2 separate regions of the Sus scrofa genome follow, and region 2 is linked to region 1. A link is a contact called in public promoter capture Hi-C data. All regions are on one chromosome and are shown on one strand. The core of a region is the stretch at or near the end of the contact, and the rest is flanking DNA. Distances in the headings are between cores, read along the strand shown. Region 1 holds the start of GSTZ1 (glutathione S-transferase zeta 1). Region 2 holds the start of SNW1 (SNW domain-containing protein 1).

Region 1 (7,336 bases), core at 3,343-5,842:
GTGAAGACAATAAGAGTATCTGCCATGTCACCTGGCAGGGAGGTTATCAGGTAATAAGAGTGAAAGAACTCTGGAGACTATAACGTCCCACGCATGCTGGGCACTACTTAAACTGTCCCAACATTGGGGTTAGTTTTGAAGTCTGTTTGGAACCACACTGATAAAGGGGCATAAGAGTTTTACTTGAAGCAAAACTAGTAGCACTATTCACACTTCCTCCTGGCTTTCGCGCCTGTTTCTGGTGGGGAGACAGTCCTCCCTGGCTCTCTTGCTCCTTTGGACCTTGCAGCAGGTGCCAAGAAGGCAAGCTCCTGCCTGCTCTTGACTCAGGCCACTTCTCAGGAAGAGACAGCATCTCCCTCTGGGCCAAAGAGCACAGACTGCTTATTATAAAAGAGCCGATTCCCCAAGCTCAGTGTTCCTCAGCTATGATGCAGCCCAATGCATGTGCTGGCATTCAGCCAGACCGGGCATCACATGGGACATTGGGAGCAAAGGGAACTGAGGCCCACCTACCGATGCTCATCCTGACTGCTGTGCTGTGAGAAATAAAGTCCTTGACCCAGGACTGTATCTTCTGCCAGCATCCATACAACAGTGACAGGCTGACTTCTTAGTTGGCAAGTTGGGTAGATGAGAGCTTGAGACCCTGAGTCATCGCTTTTGATAAAAGAACGGACAAGGGCCCCAGGGACTGAGGGAGAGAATAAGAGAAGACTCCCTGGAATCTGGTAGTGAAAGCTCTTGCCCAACTGGGGGGGAAGGGAGGTAATAAGAAGCCCTCCACGGTCCTAGCTATTAATGTGTCTGAGTGGAGACAGGCAGGATTGAAAGTGGTTGGGCGCTGCCTTGCTTACTGCTCATGCGCTTCTGGGCCAAGAGAAAAGGATGCCATCACAACCACGGGGCCATGAGCCAAGCAGCCCCAGGGGAAAGGCAAATGGCTGTGGCTGCTGAATCAAGGTGCCCCAAAAGTTTACATAAATGGTGTCAGCAGTGAGGACCCTGCTATTCAGTACAGAATCTGGGTAAAATGAAAACACTGAAAGGTCTTTGGGTGAGTTGTGTGCTCAAGCCAAAGGTAAGTTTGCCTTGCTGAGAGGTTCAGAGCCACTCTGTCCCTCTGTGTCCCATGATCCGCCCCGCCACAATCTCAGCTGCTTTAAAGAGGAAGATGATTAAAGGTGGCACTAAAGTCTCCTTGTCCCAGAGGACTACCGGCTATACACACCCACCCTGGCATGCTGGGGAACTCCGGGGAGGAGAGGGACCCAAGCTCAAGGACCTATTGGGTACAGGAGCATCCTACTCAAACCCCTGGAGCAGGGGAAGGATTTGCTAGGTGCAAAGGTTACCAAAGGTGCTGAGGGCTGCAGGGCAAGCCATAGCGGTGTGTACAGGGACTGAAAGAAAAGGGCTCCTAAGCTCAGGGGCTCACCAGAGACAGGAAAGTACACAGGGAAGAAGTGGTGCCAAGCCTATCGAGGGGCTAAAGGGGAAACAAGGTCTCTCAGGCCCTGCATCCAGCCCTCCCCACATCCCCCACCTGGGAATGGCATGACCTCTGAAGGGCTGTCATTACAGCTCCTGATGGAGGCCTATTAGAGTTGTTAGTTCCAGAAGGAAAAAAAAGCACCCAAGTTCAACTGCTGGGTTTGAGCCAAGTCCCAGCAGGGAAGGGAAGGTAAAGTGGCCTGTGGGTAGGGGCCTTGGAACCACTGTTACGGCTCCCACTGCATAGTCATATTTATCCTATATGTGCCTAAGATTACCCCATTCAGACACTGCCACATAGTGAGAGGTGATCCTGTCCCCTCCTGAGTGGTCCTAGAGAAACAATATAAATCACAGAAAGAGAAACAGAAATTACTGCTTTAAAGATGGAATTGGGGGTGGTGGGGGGTGGGGGCAGTGGCAGGAGTGGAGGGCAGGGGAGCAGGTTCTCCAGGATAAACAGCACCATCTGCTGGACACAGGCACCAAGAACACCCTTTCTAATCTACTAAGCTCTTGTTGAAACTGAGGCCCTGACCCATGAAGACTTTCTGGCTCTTTCGCCTGATCGTGCCACTTTGGGGTGGGTCAACTTGAAATCCATGGCTAACAAGGAAAGGGCTCAACAAGTGTCAATGGGCAAATGGAAGTGGTATATTCAAGAGTATGGCTGGCCTGGCCCTAGAGGCATCTGGATTTTTCAAGAGAAGTGGCAGCTTTGCCTTTGGAAGAAACTATCTTCCACTTGACCACCTGAAGCAAAGCTGCTGGCTCAGCAGGGCCTTTGATTCTCAGAGGTTCCTGTTAATGCTTGTGTCTGGTTCACTGATGGTTAGGCTAAATTAAAAGCAGATGGAGGAGTTCCTATAATGGCTCAGCGGAAATGAATCCAACTAGGAAACATGAGGTTGCGGGTTCGATCCCTGGCTTCTCTCAGTGGGTTAAGGATCCGGTGTTGCCGTGAGCTGTGGTGTAGGTTGCAGACTCGGCTCAACTATCCTGTGGTTCTGGTGTAGGCCGGCGGCAAGAGCTCCTATTTGACCCCTAGCCTGGGAACCTCCATATGCCACAGGTGCGGCCCTCAAAAGGACAAAAGAAAAAAAATTTAAAAATTAAATTAAAAATTAAAAAAAAAAAGCAGACGGAGAGTTCCCATTACACCTCAGTGGGTTAAGGACCTGATGCTGTCTCTGTAAGGAAAACAATGCTCTCTTCACCTCCTAGCCCCAGCACCCAGCCTGGCAAAAAATTAATACAGCACAACTAAGTCAAGTGGCAGCTATAGCTTGCAATCTGACCTATTGCTGAGTCTGTCATCCTGCTATGAAATCAGAAAAACTCCTGTGGACATGGCCAGTCTTGAACTATCCTGATGTACCTGAGAACATCAACATTAACGCCCAAACATGGACTTCCCTCACATGTGTGCAAATACATAGACTGGCACAACCTCCTACTGACATCACTGATATAAATTCATATGCTTCTCCCAACACCCTAGGGCCCTTAACCTTTGTCCTGTATAGTGATTGAGGCTGAAACTACTCAGTGACACTCACTGCCCATGTGACTTAACCAAACCACCCTAACAGTGATCTAAATCAAACGTGATGGTGATCCAAATAAAATTTAACAAAAAATCCTGAACTGGAGTGACCTGCACCCCTTCAGGTAATTTGTTAGAATGTAGGGAAGAATGTGCTATGGAATGTCTTTCCATTGGGCAGGGGAGTCGCTCTTTTTTTAAATGAGGGACTTCATGGTAATTATTGGCAATGACACCAAAAATCAGAGGTCAGTCTAAACACCTATGTACAGATGCTAATGGATAAAAGATTGGCCTTAGACTACTTCCCAGCTATCTGAAATAAGACTTACTGGTCCTTCCCTCTCAACCCCCCCACCCATCCAACCCCTCCACACACAAACTTCTTGGCCAAACAAATGAACAATTTTCAGAGAGTATAAAACTTTTCCTCCTTCTTGATGGAAACTTTAAAGTTTACTTAATGAAATTTGACTTCCACAACTTAGTCCTACAAAATAAAACCTTTAAGGAAATATGTCTCTCCTCAAAGGATGGTCCTGGGACGCTTGGACACACGAGTTGTTTCGGTTGTCGAGAATAAGGCGCCCAGTTAGGCATGCTCCCCTCCACTGATGCCTGGAATTACTGTAGAAGAGGAACTCAGGCCTTAGGAAATTCTGTACTAAGATTCTCCTGGGAAAGTTCAAAGCCACAATTTGAGAGCCAGGTGAGACGTTGCAGCATAACCTACAAGACATGTGACTACTTCCTCAGATCCTAAAGAATCCCACTGCCATTCACCAGAGCAAAAATGACTCCTCTCATAGAGACTGCGCCTGGCCAGAAACCTGTTTCCCTTCCAGCGCGGCCCCGTCCCTGGGCTGCGAATCCCGCCCCCTCCATGCCCCGGACCAATGAGAAGGCGCGTCATTCCCTCCCAGTTGCCATGGTGCCGAGTCCCTCCCATTACTCACCAGATGTGCGGCGGCTGGTCCAGACGATGGAAGCGGGTGGCGAAGGACATTAGCGTCACCAGGGCCAGTAGAGCCCACTGGCCGACCGCCTCGAAGCGCCGCGAGCCCGGAACAGGCCGTTTGGGGCTCCGCGCTGTAGTCTCGGCAGCCGCATCCGCGCCCACGGCCCTTGGAGCCTGGGACCCACAGCGGCCCCTCCGGGGACGCAGCTCGGACCCTGCCAGGCCTCCGCCCACCGCCGGTGGCATCCTTACCCTTCTCAGGATGGCCCTCCGGCCTGCAAGCGCGCTGGGTCTTGCGAGCTGTCCGGCCAAGAAGTTACCAAGGGACTTCTCGGGGTTCCTTGGGAAATGTAGTTCCCTGCGCCGGCAGCAGGGCGCCAGGCCCCGGCCTCTAGGCTGGGCGGGGAGTGCGGTCGCCGCCCGGGCCGCTAGGAGGCGGCCAGTGGCGCAGAGCATGACTTCCGGGCGGGCCGGGCCCGGAAGAAAACAGGAGCAAAGAACTACAATTCCCAGCAGCCCCCGGGGCGGAGGCGGGGCGGAAAGGGCGGGGCCAGCCAGAAGAGCCCTAAAAGCTCGTTCTAATCCAACCCTTCACGTTACCGACACGAAAACCGAAGTTCTGACGTGTCGGGATCTCACTGGGCCTAAATCGTCGACGGGTCAGAGTCTTAGGCGTGAAGTTTCCTGGTCGGGAAGAAAGGTCGTCTGAATTAGGAGATGCAAGCGGGGAAGGTCTGTGCCACGCATCAGGGGAGAGGGGGCGCTACTTGCTGGGTGGGCGAGTTCAAAGGTGAGCCGCTCGGCCCCGCCCCCAGCTCCGACAGCGACTCCCAGCATGCTGTTGGCTGCGGTGGCCCCTTTCTGCGCCTGCGCGCTGTCCGCTGGGGCCTGTGGTCGAGGCAGGATTGGCCCCGCAGCGCTGCGTCCAGGTGTAGCGTCCCGGGCTTGGTTGGTGCCCTTGCGCTTCACCTTTCTCCCCCTACCCGATCTTCTAGAACTTCCGAACGTTGTCCCTCGTCTCCCTTTTTGGCGCAGCACTGCATGTCTCTTTCCCGACCAGGCCGCACGATAGGTCCAATCGGTTAACATATGGCCTTACAGGGTTGTTTGCATTTTGAAGGGGTTTGCATTGCTAGGGGCGAGGGGAGGCTGTGGCACTTTTCGTCATCACAATCACTTGGGGAACTTAACCGGTTTTAATTTGCGTCTCCTGGGCCCGCCCCAGAACCACTGTATCAATCTCTGGAGGAAGGAACCCAGAATCTGCATGTTTAATAAGCTCCCTGTTGAAACTTATTAAAGTTTGTGAAAGAGCCGCTATTTGAGCTCAAAGGAAGGTGGTGGCACATCAGGCGGAATATAGCACCACTTTCACAATGTGTAACCCTTTCACGTCCAAATGGGATTATAGGAGTCTTTCTTGAAAATCGTGTGTAAGAAATGGTTTAAAAATAAAATCTGAGAGTTCCCACCATAGTGGGGATATGCTGTAAGGCACCTTCGATCCCCAGCCCCATATAGTGGGTTAAGGATCTGCCTTGCTGCAGCTACAGCTCAGATTCAGTCCTTGGCCTGAGAACCTCCATATGCTGTGGATGTAGCCTTAAAAAGAAAAACAAAAGTGAGAAAAAAAATAAAAGGCTATTTTTCTTTTCTGTCTTTTTTTTTTTTTTTTTTTTTTTTTTTTAGGGCTGCACCCATAGCATGTAAATGTTCCCAGGCTAGGGGTTGAATCGGAGCTGTAGCCACTGGCCTACACCATAGTCACAGCAAGGCTGGATCAGAGCCGCATCTGAGAGTACACCACAGCTGACCGCAACACCGGATCCTTAACCCAGTGAGTGAGGCCAGGGATGGAACCCGCATCCTCATGGATGCTAGTCAGGTTCATTAACTGCTGAGCCACGGAACTCCTAAAAGGCTATTTTTCTAAGTAAATAACTATCTGCTAGAGTGATCAGAATCGATACTTGAATTGGAAAAAGTTCCTCCAGGAGTGATGATGGGCTTAAAATTTTGCTCTACAAATGCAAAAAGAACATGAAATGGTTTGTGCAGTTAATTGCATCGGTAAGAGAAATAGCAGGAATAGCCCTCCATTACATCTCTTGATGGCCCATAAGTAGATAATGTGAGGGCAGTGGCATTCTGTGATCACAGGTCAAAGGTGTAACATTTAGTAATTAAGTAAGGCATTGCTTCAAGGATTCTAAGCTAATGTCTATGCCTCTCTAGTCACTGCTTTGGCCCCAGGAGCCCCACCAACCTCACCAGTTAAGGAAAGGGATACACCTCAGAACAGAGTACATGCAGTTATAGCCACTCAACTATCAATGACACCTGCTGCCTGTCTCTTCCCTCTGCCAGAACTACCTTCACTTGCCCCACAAAAGTTGCCTTCAGGATAGATTGGAACTCCCAGGCTTGGGAACCAACTTGGGACAGGGCTGGGGGGAAGGGATGGGTTCCCCACTGTGCCATGGCCCACGTAGAAGAGTTGGTAGTTCAGGGATGGTGAAAGCATGGTCAGGTAGCAGCTTAGTGAGCTGGGAGATGCGAATGGAAGAGAGAACTTGGGTGAAATATCTGTAGTCAGAGGCGTGGTAGACGGGGGCGATCTAAGACATTCTGAGTTCTACTCATCCATAAGGATGTATATGTGTCTGCTGGAAGCTTCACGAGTCCTAATTACTGGTAACTCTGGACTGGGTTTTGCTTTTAAGTTCTGGTTACCAAGAAGCACCAAAGGAATTAACTTCAAGTTCCCTAAACTCTAGAGAAGTCACACACCCAGCTGCCTTTAGGGGCTTCAAGTTAACAAAAATGAGAGAAGTGGGCCATATGGGGGCCATGGCAGATCTGAGAGGGCATGCCCTGACTAAAGGGTATCATTCGTTGGCTCTGATCAGTTGTTCCTACTCAGTTGAGTCCACTGTCTCTAGATTTTTTTTTTTTTTAGAGAAAACATAGTTCCCATTGTGGCTCAGCAGTTAAGAACCCAACATGTTGTCCATCAGTATGCAGGTTTGATCCCTGGCCTTGCTCAATGGGTTAAGGATCCCATGTCGCTGCAACCTGCGGCATAGGTCACGGATGCATCTCAGATCCAGTGCTGCTGTCCCTGTAGCATAGGCCAGCAACTACAGCTTTTATTGGACTCCTAGCCTGGGAACTTGCATATGCTGCAGGTACAGGAAAAAAAGGAAAAAAGAATAAAATAAAACAGACAACAGGATTTGTATTAGGAAACAATGTGATTTTTAATGTTAGCAACTAATTGAAACGTTTTGAAATACAGTGTATACCAAACAACACTGTGGGCTGCCAACTTGTGTGAC
Region 2 (7,336 bases), core at 3,249-5,748, 360 kb after region 1:
AGTGCTGAATATGAGTCATTTTATTATGCCTGAAAAGAAATAAGTACTCAGAGACATAGAGTAAAAACATCTGAGCAGGATGCAGGCAACTAGTGCCTAAATAAAAAATTAACAGATATTTCACATAATAGATAAACTACCAAGTTTTTATGCTAACCACATTTTTCTTGTAACAAGCAAGTAAACATTTTCTTTTACACTGGTCAATTCTCCAGTGTATGGTTTTCTTAGTGTCTTTATCCTTCCTATATGCCTTATTTTTAACTATACACTTATGCTTCCTACTTTTTTTCCCTTTCAGGGTTGCACCTGTCATATGGTACGGCATATGAAAGTTCAATATACCATACCATTCCATATGGACTATGGTATGCTATGATATATTGAAAGTTCCCAGGCTATGCCACAGCTACAGCAACTCCATATTTAAGCTGCATCTGTGACCTATGCCACACCTTGCAGCAATGCCAGATCCTTAACCCACTGAGTGAGACCAGGGATCAAATCCACATCTTCATGGATACTAGTCAGGTTCTTAACCTGCTGAACCACAACAGAAACTCCTAAGCTTCCTACTTTTAAATATTTTGCCATCAATTAAAAAAAAAAAAAGTATTAGCACTGAATGTAACAAAGACATGGATTTACACAAAATAGAAAACACTAGTTGCATATTTAAGTGCATTTTCCCAAGGGTATTTAATTTAGAATGGAATTTAAAACTTAAGAGGCAAAGACTCAAAGCAGAAATTCTATAGATGTAATTTGGTATTCTTTAATCAAAGCAATCTTTCTACTAAACCATTCTTAACCTTTAAGTATGATAAATGTTATAGAGATACCCCAAAGTACCACGAAAGGATTCCAGTAGATGAATAATATGTTTAATGGAAAAGTTAAGGCTCCTTTGTGATTCTTTGCTAGTAAGCATATCTGAATAAGCAGTAGAGCTTATTGATACAAAATATTTATTGATTGATTAGGTGTAGGCATTGTGCTAGGTAGGCAATGAGACTATGAACTGAGAAAGATAACTGACAATCTTGCAGGTGAGAGAGACAATCAAATAATCACAAAAATCCCTAATTACAAATTATACTAAGTGACAAGAAAAAGTATAAAGTCTATGACAGCATATGTCAGAGAGATCCAATCCATTCTGACAGATCAGGTAATGTGATGGCTAAGAAGCTCAGAGTTCAAATCTCACCTACGCCACTCACTAACCTGGATTAGTTACCTACCTCTCTGACCCTCAGTTTTCTCATCTGTAATGACGGACCAAAAGATTACCTACCTCACAGAGCTGTTATAAATATTAAATTATAACGCCCATGAACCACATGGCACAGTGTCTAGATACCATCCAACATGTACTCCGTAAGTATTTGATTATTTGGAGCTGTTCCATGATTCCCCTGGTTTGGGTTGTCTCCCTATAGTCTCAAAAGACCCTCTGTGTACCACAATTATAACATCTGTCTTACTGTACCACAATTATCTACTCATTTACTCTTTCTCTCACTAGACTTTGGGTAACCTGAGGGCAGGAACCACATCTTCTGTTTCTGCCACCCCTAACTCTCCAGGAATTATCTAGCTAGCTCATGGTTGGGCCTACTTAAATATTGGCAAGAGAAATAAATTCACTCTACCCTTTGCACTCACCATTTTTATGTCACTACAACCTTACTGCCTTTCCTTAAACAAGTCGTCTCAGGATCTTTACATTTGCTTTTCCACTGCCATAAAAAATTCTATTTACTTATCAAGAAAACGCTTTCCCAAACTTTTTAGTGCTTGTTTCTTAGTATTCATGTCCCAGCTCCACTATACCTCCCTCGCAGCTGCTAAATGACCACCTTAACCAAAACAGCATTCCACTCCACACTGAGTCACTCTCTATCCCTTTATCTGTATTTTATTCTTAGTACTTAATACCTGAAGTTGCATCATTGATTTGTTTACTCCTAGTCTGTCTCCCCTAGAATGTAAGCTGTGAGGATAAGACTGATTCAATGCTGTAAAACCAACACTAGCCTTGCACATGGTGGATTTTCAACACATGCATATTTACTGAGTGAATGAATAAATGGATGGATGAATGGAATCAAAATTCTGGGCTTTTTGGTAAACCATGCAGTACCCAATACATGGGAGGGATACAAAGACAGTAACAAAGAAGCCAAAATATTTGTTTCATTTCTCTTTTCTTTTCTTCCTCCCCTCCTTCCCCTTCTTTCTTTTTGGCCCCACCCACGGCATACAAAAGTTCCTAGGCCAGGGATCAAACCCGAGCCATAGCAGCAACCAAGGCCACAGCAGTGACAATGTGGGATCCTTAACGCACTGTTGATAGAACTAGTTACTAAAATGATCAAAAAGCAGGCACCCTGCCAAAGCAGAGTTTGGACAATCCAGTAAACAGGTAGCCTGACCTGGATTATGGTGAGAACACACCGTAGCCTTCCAGAAGGTCTTAATCTCCTTGTTCCCCATAAAGGATGACATTCCCATAATGAAATACACTTCTATAGTGGGAGTGGGCTGCATATGTAAACAGAAAGTCTACTTCGGTGTTTCTCAACAGGGGGCAACTTATCTACAATGTAGATACTTGACAAGGTCTGGAGCTATTCTGATTGTTAGAATTTGGGGGGTAAAGGGGAGAGAGGGAGTGAAGGTGCCACTGATATCTAGTGAGTAGAGGCCAAAGATATTGCTAAACATCTTAATATGCCCAAGACAAGAACGAAATATCCAGTCCAAAATGTCAACAGTGCCACTGTACAGGCACCTTAGTCTATCTTTTCCCCTTTATTAAAGAAATTGTATTAAATGCAAATGAAATTATTTGATACATAACCTTAAATACAGGAGTTCAGAAAGTTAAATCAGTATGACTTTAGATCTTTAGTTAGTAACAATCAACTGTGATACCAAGACTGTAATACATCAATATGTCAAGTCCCTGCTGTTAAGAATCCCTGGTAGATCTTAGAGATAATAATATTTTACCTGAAAACTTGAGACCATCTCTAAAAATCAAGTCAGCTAAAACTCAACAAAACCAGAAAGCTATGTAAGTTCCTAAGACAAACTATTTAAAGACTGAACTCTGTCACTGCAATTTTAAGCACAAAATAACCACAATATGTCTGGTATTTTCAAATTCCATTTTTTCCACAAAGCCTTTCTTCCTAATTCTACTAGTCTTTGTCACACTGCCTCCCATCTGGAGGGCACTCAATCGAATATTTGCTGCCTGCAACCTTTATTTACTAAAGAAAACTCTCCAGTTCATCTAGCCCATTCCATCTTATTTTTTTGCAATTAAGGTTAGTACAACACAATAAGCATTCTGTGTTGTCCTTTAATATCTATATTCCTGTACTTCATCTTCCCTGCAGCCAAGGACTGTCAGATTTCCTTCTATATATACACAGTCCCTAGGATAGACCAAGGCACCCGAAAGTTATCCCCCAAAGAACTAATTCGAATATCTTTAGGATTCTTAACTGTCATCAGCCAGGAAAAATGTGTATGAGGGGAATGAAGCGTGTTTAGGGAGTCCAAGCGGATCTCCTAACACGACTACTTTCCTTACCCTGTTTGACACCCAACTTTTTCTGTTTCGGCGTTTGTTGGTAAGAAAAGTTTTTCTTCTTAGATGGGGCAACAAGGTCGCAGACTAGTAGGAGTTACGTAACAACTAGGAATATTTCTCCTTAAGCATCTTTTTCTTAAGGGCGGGGACCACTTTACTTGCGGTTGCCAAGGCAACTGGGAACAGCAAAAATGTGAAGTAGTTCTATCTATGGAAGAAATGCTAAGATCCGATGTTAAAGTGCGGAGCAGCGGCGCGAATTAGGAGACAGCGGCCACTACTGTGGCTGATGTGAAGTCTCCGTTCAGTGTCGGGCCCCGTTTTTCAAGGAATCCTTGTTTCGGGACAGAGAAAGAAAAGACTTCGGCAAACAAACGGCCCGGCCGTCGCCTCCTGCCCGCCTCACTCCGCCCAGACAAATAAGCCACTGCCCTCCATACCCCCATCGCGCCCACCCGAGCCGCGGACCCGAAGGAGCGATCTCCACCACCCCAAAATGCTTAAGCGAAAAACACGTGCGAATCCTCAGCATCTCAGACCAGAGAACTATTCGCCATGCCGCGGCTTTCGGCCCTAGTGAGGGGGCGAACTCAACCCGGGAAGCCACTCGGGAAAGACCCCAGCTTCGGAGAGGCCTAGTCGTCCCGGCGGCTGGAGGGAGGGCTTAGCCTTGGCCTAGTCGCTCTGTGGCCCGGGCCTGGCTACCGCCCGGAGACTATAAACAGAGAAATAAAAACGGAGGGTACTCCCAGACCCTTCCGTATCGAGGACCCCAATCAACAACCCACCTGGTGAGCGCCATCTTCTTCCGCTTCTTCCAGCGCGAGCGACAGTACCGCGGGGCGGGTCTTTACCCGCGAAGGGTTGGGGAGAGGAAGGAGCGCGCGATGCGCAGGCGCCCTAGCCGAAGGGCCTTCTGGGATTTGTAGTTCTTTGCGCAAGATTACAATTTGGTTCTTTTCTAACCAGTTACAGAATAAGCGCTTCAGTTAAGAAAACGCAAATGCATCACTCTTACACTATGACATGATACAGCATTCCCTAGGCAAAATACTAACAAATTTGAGATGTTTTTTAAGTCTTTTTTTATTCCCCACTCTGTCTCATTTCTTTTGTTATGGTTCCAAATACAAAAGCCTTCGGGGGGCGGGGGGGGGAACGTTAAATAAGAGTTGGGTTAAATCAAATGGTTGGGAAATTGTGAGACTGGAGAATAGAGAGTTCTTGGGCGCTCTGAAAACTTTCATACTCAAAAGTTTTTACACGCGGTTCCCTACGTAACACTCCACCTCCAAAACACTCTCCAGGGGAGGTATTTTGTGATCCTTAGTAATTATCTTTGGAACACTCCTTAGGTGTATTATGTATGTATGTCTTTATGTATGTATGGCTTAGATTGTCTTTTACATAGTTTGTGGGTTCAACATAGTCTTTGATGAAGTGATAGGATAAACGAAATCTTCACAGTGGGAAGAGGGAGGTGGATGGAATATACTGTAAATGAAACAAGGTTAGCTATGAATTTTAATCACTGTTGAAGCTAGATAATGGGGAAATGGTGTTCCTTATACAATTCTCTCTACTTTTTTATACGTTGGAAACTTTCCATGGTATAGAAACAAACTTTTAATAGTAGCATAGCACACATACAGAAACGTTGCCTACAGAAGTGTATAGTTTGAATATTCACAAACCAAACACCGTAGTATGAGCAGAGGCAGCAACACCACCTCCAACTCCACCTCCAACTCTTGATTTCTGGTGTGACACGACGTTCTAGGCTAGTTTAGTACTTTTTCTGCCCTAGACTTTCAATCAGTCATTTTTCCAAGGAGCTTTCCTTTAAGTGGAAAAGTGATATTTAGAGAAAAAGACCTGGATGCTACAAATGCTCACTGTTACTGGGCAATTGCTGTTTGTAAACCTTTTCAGTGGACAGAGCTAGAAAGTTCACATATCCACATACTTTTTTTTTTTTTTTGCCATTTTTGAGGCCGCTCTTGCGGCATATGGAGGTTCCCAGGCTAGGAGTCTAATCGGAGCCGTAGCCACCAGTCTACGCCAGAGCCACAGCAACGTGGGATCCGAGCCGCGTCTGCGACCTACACCACAGCTCACGGCAACGCTGGATCGTTAACCCACTGAGCAAGGGCAGGGACCGAACCCGCAACCTCATGGTTCCTAGTCGGATTCGTTAACCACGGCGCCACCACGGGAACTCCCAATCATACTTTTTGAGAAACTCCATCATGCATTCATACTAATAGTTCCAATGCAAGATTAGGATTACACAGATTTTACCTAACTTTGATTTTATATGCATATCTCTTCTGAAGATGATGGTATTGGTACCTAATGTGTTAAGATAATTACTCATTTGCTTTATCTTATGTTATATATGTATATATATAATGGTTTCATAATAAACTTTTCTAATATGATGACTAAAGATATGCCTAATGATAATAGTTTCTGAATTTTTTTCAATGACTTTTTTTTTTTTTTTTTTTTGGTCTTTTTGCTATTTCTTTGGGCCGCTCCCACAGCATATGGAGGTTCCCAGGCTAGGGGTCGAATCGGAGCTGTAGCTGCCGGCCTACACCAGAGCCACAGCAACGTGGGATCCAAGCCGCGTCTGCAACCTACACCACAGCTCACGGCAGCACCAGATCCTTAACCCACTGAGCAACGGCAGGGACCGAACCCTCAACCTCATGGTTCCCGGTCGGATTCGTTAACCACTGTGCCACGACGGGAACTCCTTTTCAATGATTTTTTTTTTGTCCTCAGGGTATATCTTTCTAAGCACATACAGTCAAATTGCATTGCTTTAAAATGACTTGGAATAATTCCTCTCTGTGTGACTACACCACTAACTTGATACTCAGGTTTACATATTTCATTTTGCTTTGGATTTTTAGGAGTTGATTTTTTAAAAATAGTTTGGTAAAACATTTAAATGGTTTCAAAGCCAAAAGTTACCAAATGGTAACTACCAATGGGTAGTACATTTAGAGAAGTCTAGATTATTTCCCTGCTCCTACCTGCTTTTTCCCTTTCTTTTTTTTTCTTTTTCTTTTTTTTTTTTTTGTTGTTGTTGTCTTTTTGCCTCTTCTTGAGCCGATCCCGCGGCATATGGAGGTTCCCTGGCTAGGGGTCTAATCGGAGCTGTAGCCACTGGCCTACACCAGAGCCACAACAATGCTGGATCCGAGCCTCATCTGCAACCTACACCACAGCTCATGGCAACGCCAGATCCTTTACCCATTGAGCAAGGCCAGGGATCGAACCCGCAACCTCATGGTTCCTAGTCAGATTTGTTAACCACTGCGCCACGACAGGAACTTCTCCCTTTCTCTTTCTATAGATAACCTCAAAAATATCTTTTATAGTTTATCCTTCATTTAGAAGTACACACAGGGAGTTCCTGTTTTGGCACAGCAGAAACAATCCAATGACTATCCTTGAGGATGCAGTTTCCATCCCTGGCCTTGCTCAGTGGATTAAGGATCCAGTGTTGCTCTAAGTGTAGGTTGCAGATGCAGCGCGGATCCGGCATTGCTGTGGCTGTGGTGTAGGCCGGCAGCTACAGCTTTGATTCGCCCCCTAGCCTGGGAACTTCCATATGTTGTGGGTACGGCCCTAAAGAGACCAAAAAAAAAAAAAAAAAAAAAAAAGTACACACAAATACGTATATATTTTTATACTTCTCTTTCTTTCAAATAGCAG

The links. Promoter capture Hi-C pulls out the DNA fragments that hold promoters and counts their contacts.
Region 2: a promoter capture Hi-C map of fetal liver shows a contact between it and region 1, with 2.1 times the contacts expected there. The contact joins the promoter of SNW1 here to the promoter of GSTZ1 in region 1. A contact is called at or near these places in 1 of 5 promoter capture datasets (fetal liver) and 1 of 47 Hi-C or Micro-C datasets (heart right ventricle).

What each region holds. Positions count from the first base shown.
Region 1 is chr7:100,387,680-100,395,015 of Sscrofa11.1, forward strand. GSTZ1 (glutathione S-transferase zeta 1) reads left to right here and starts at 4,593. Exons shown (of 9, transcript NM_001243638.1): 1 at 4,593-4,730. The coding sequence starts at 4,716. It overlaps POMT2 (protein O-mannosyl-transferase 2), which reads right to left and starts at 4,485. Exons shown (of 21, transcript XM_001926162.6): 1 at 3,997-4,485. The coding sequence starts at 4,454.
Region 2 is chr7:100,744,916-100,752,251 of Sscrofa11.1, forward strand. SNW1 (SNW domain-containing protein 1) reads right to left here and starts at 4,499. Exons shown (of 14, transcript XM_021099555.1): 1 at 4,396-4,499. The coding sequence starts at 4,409.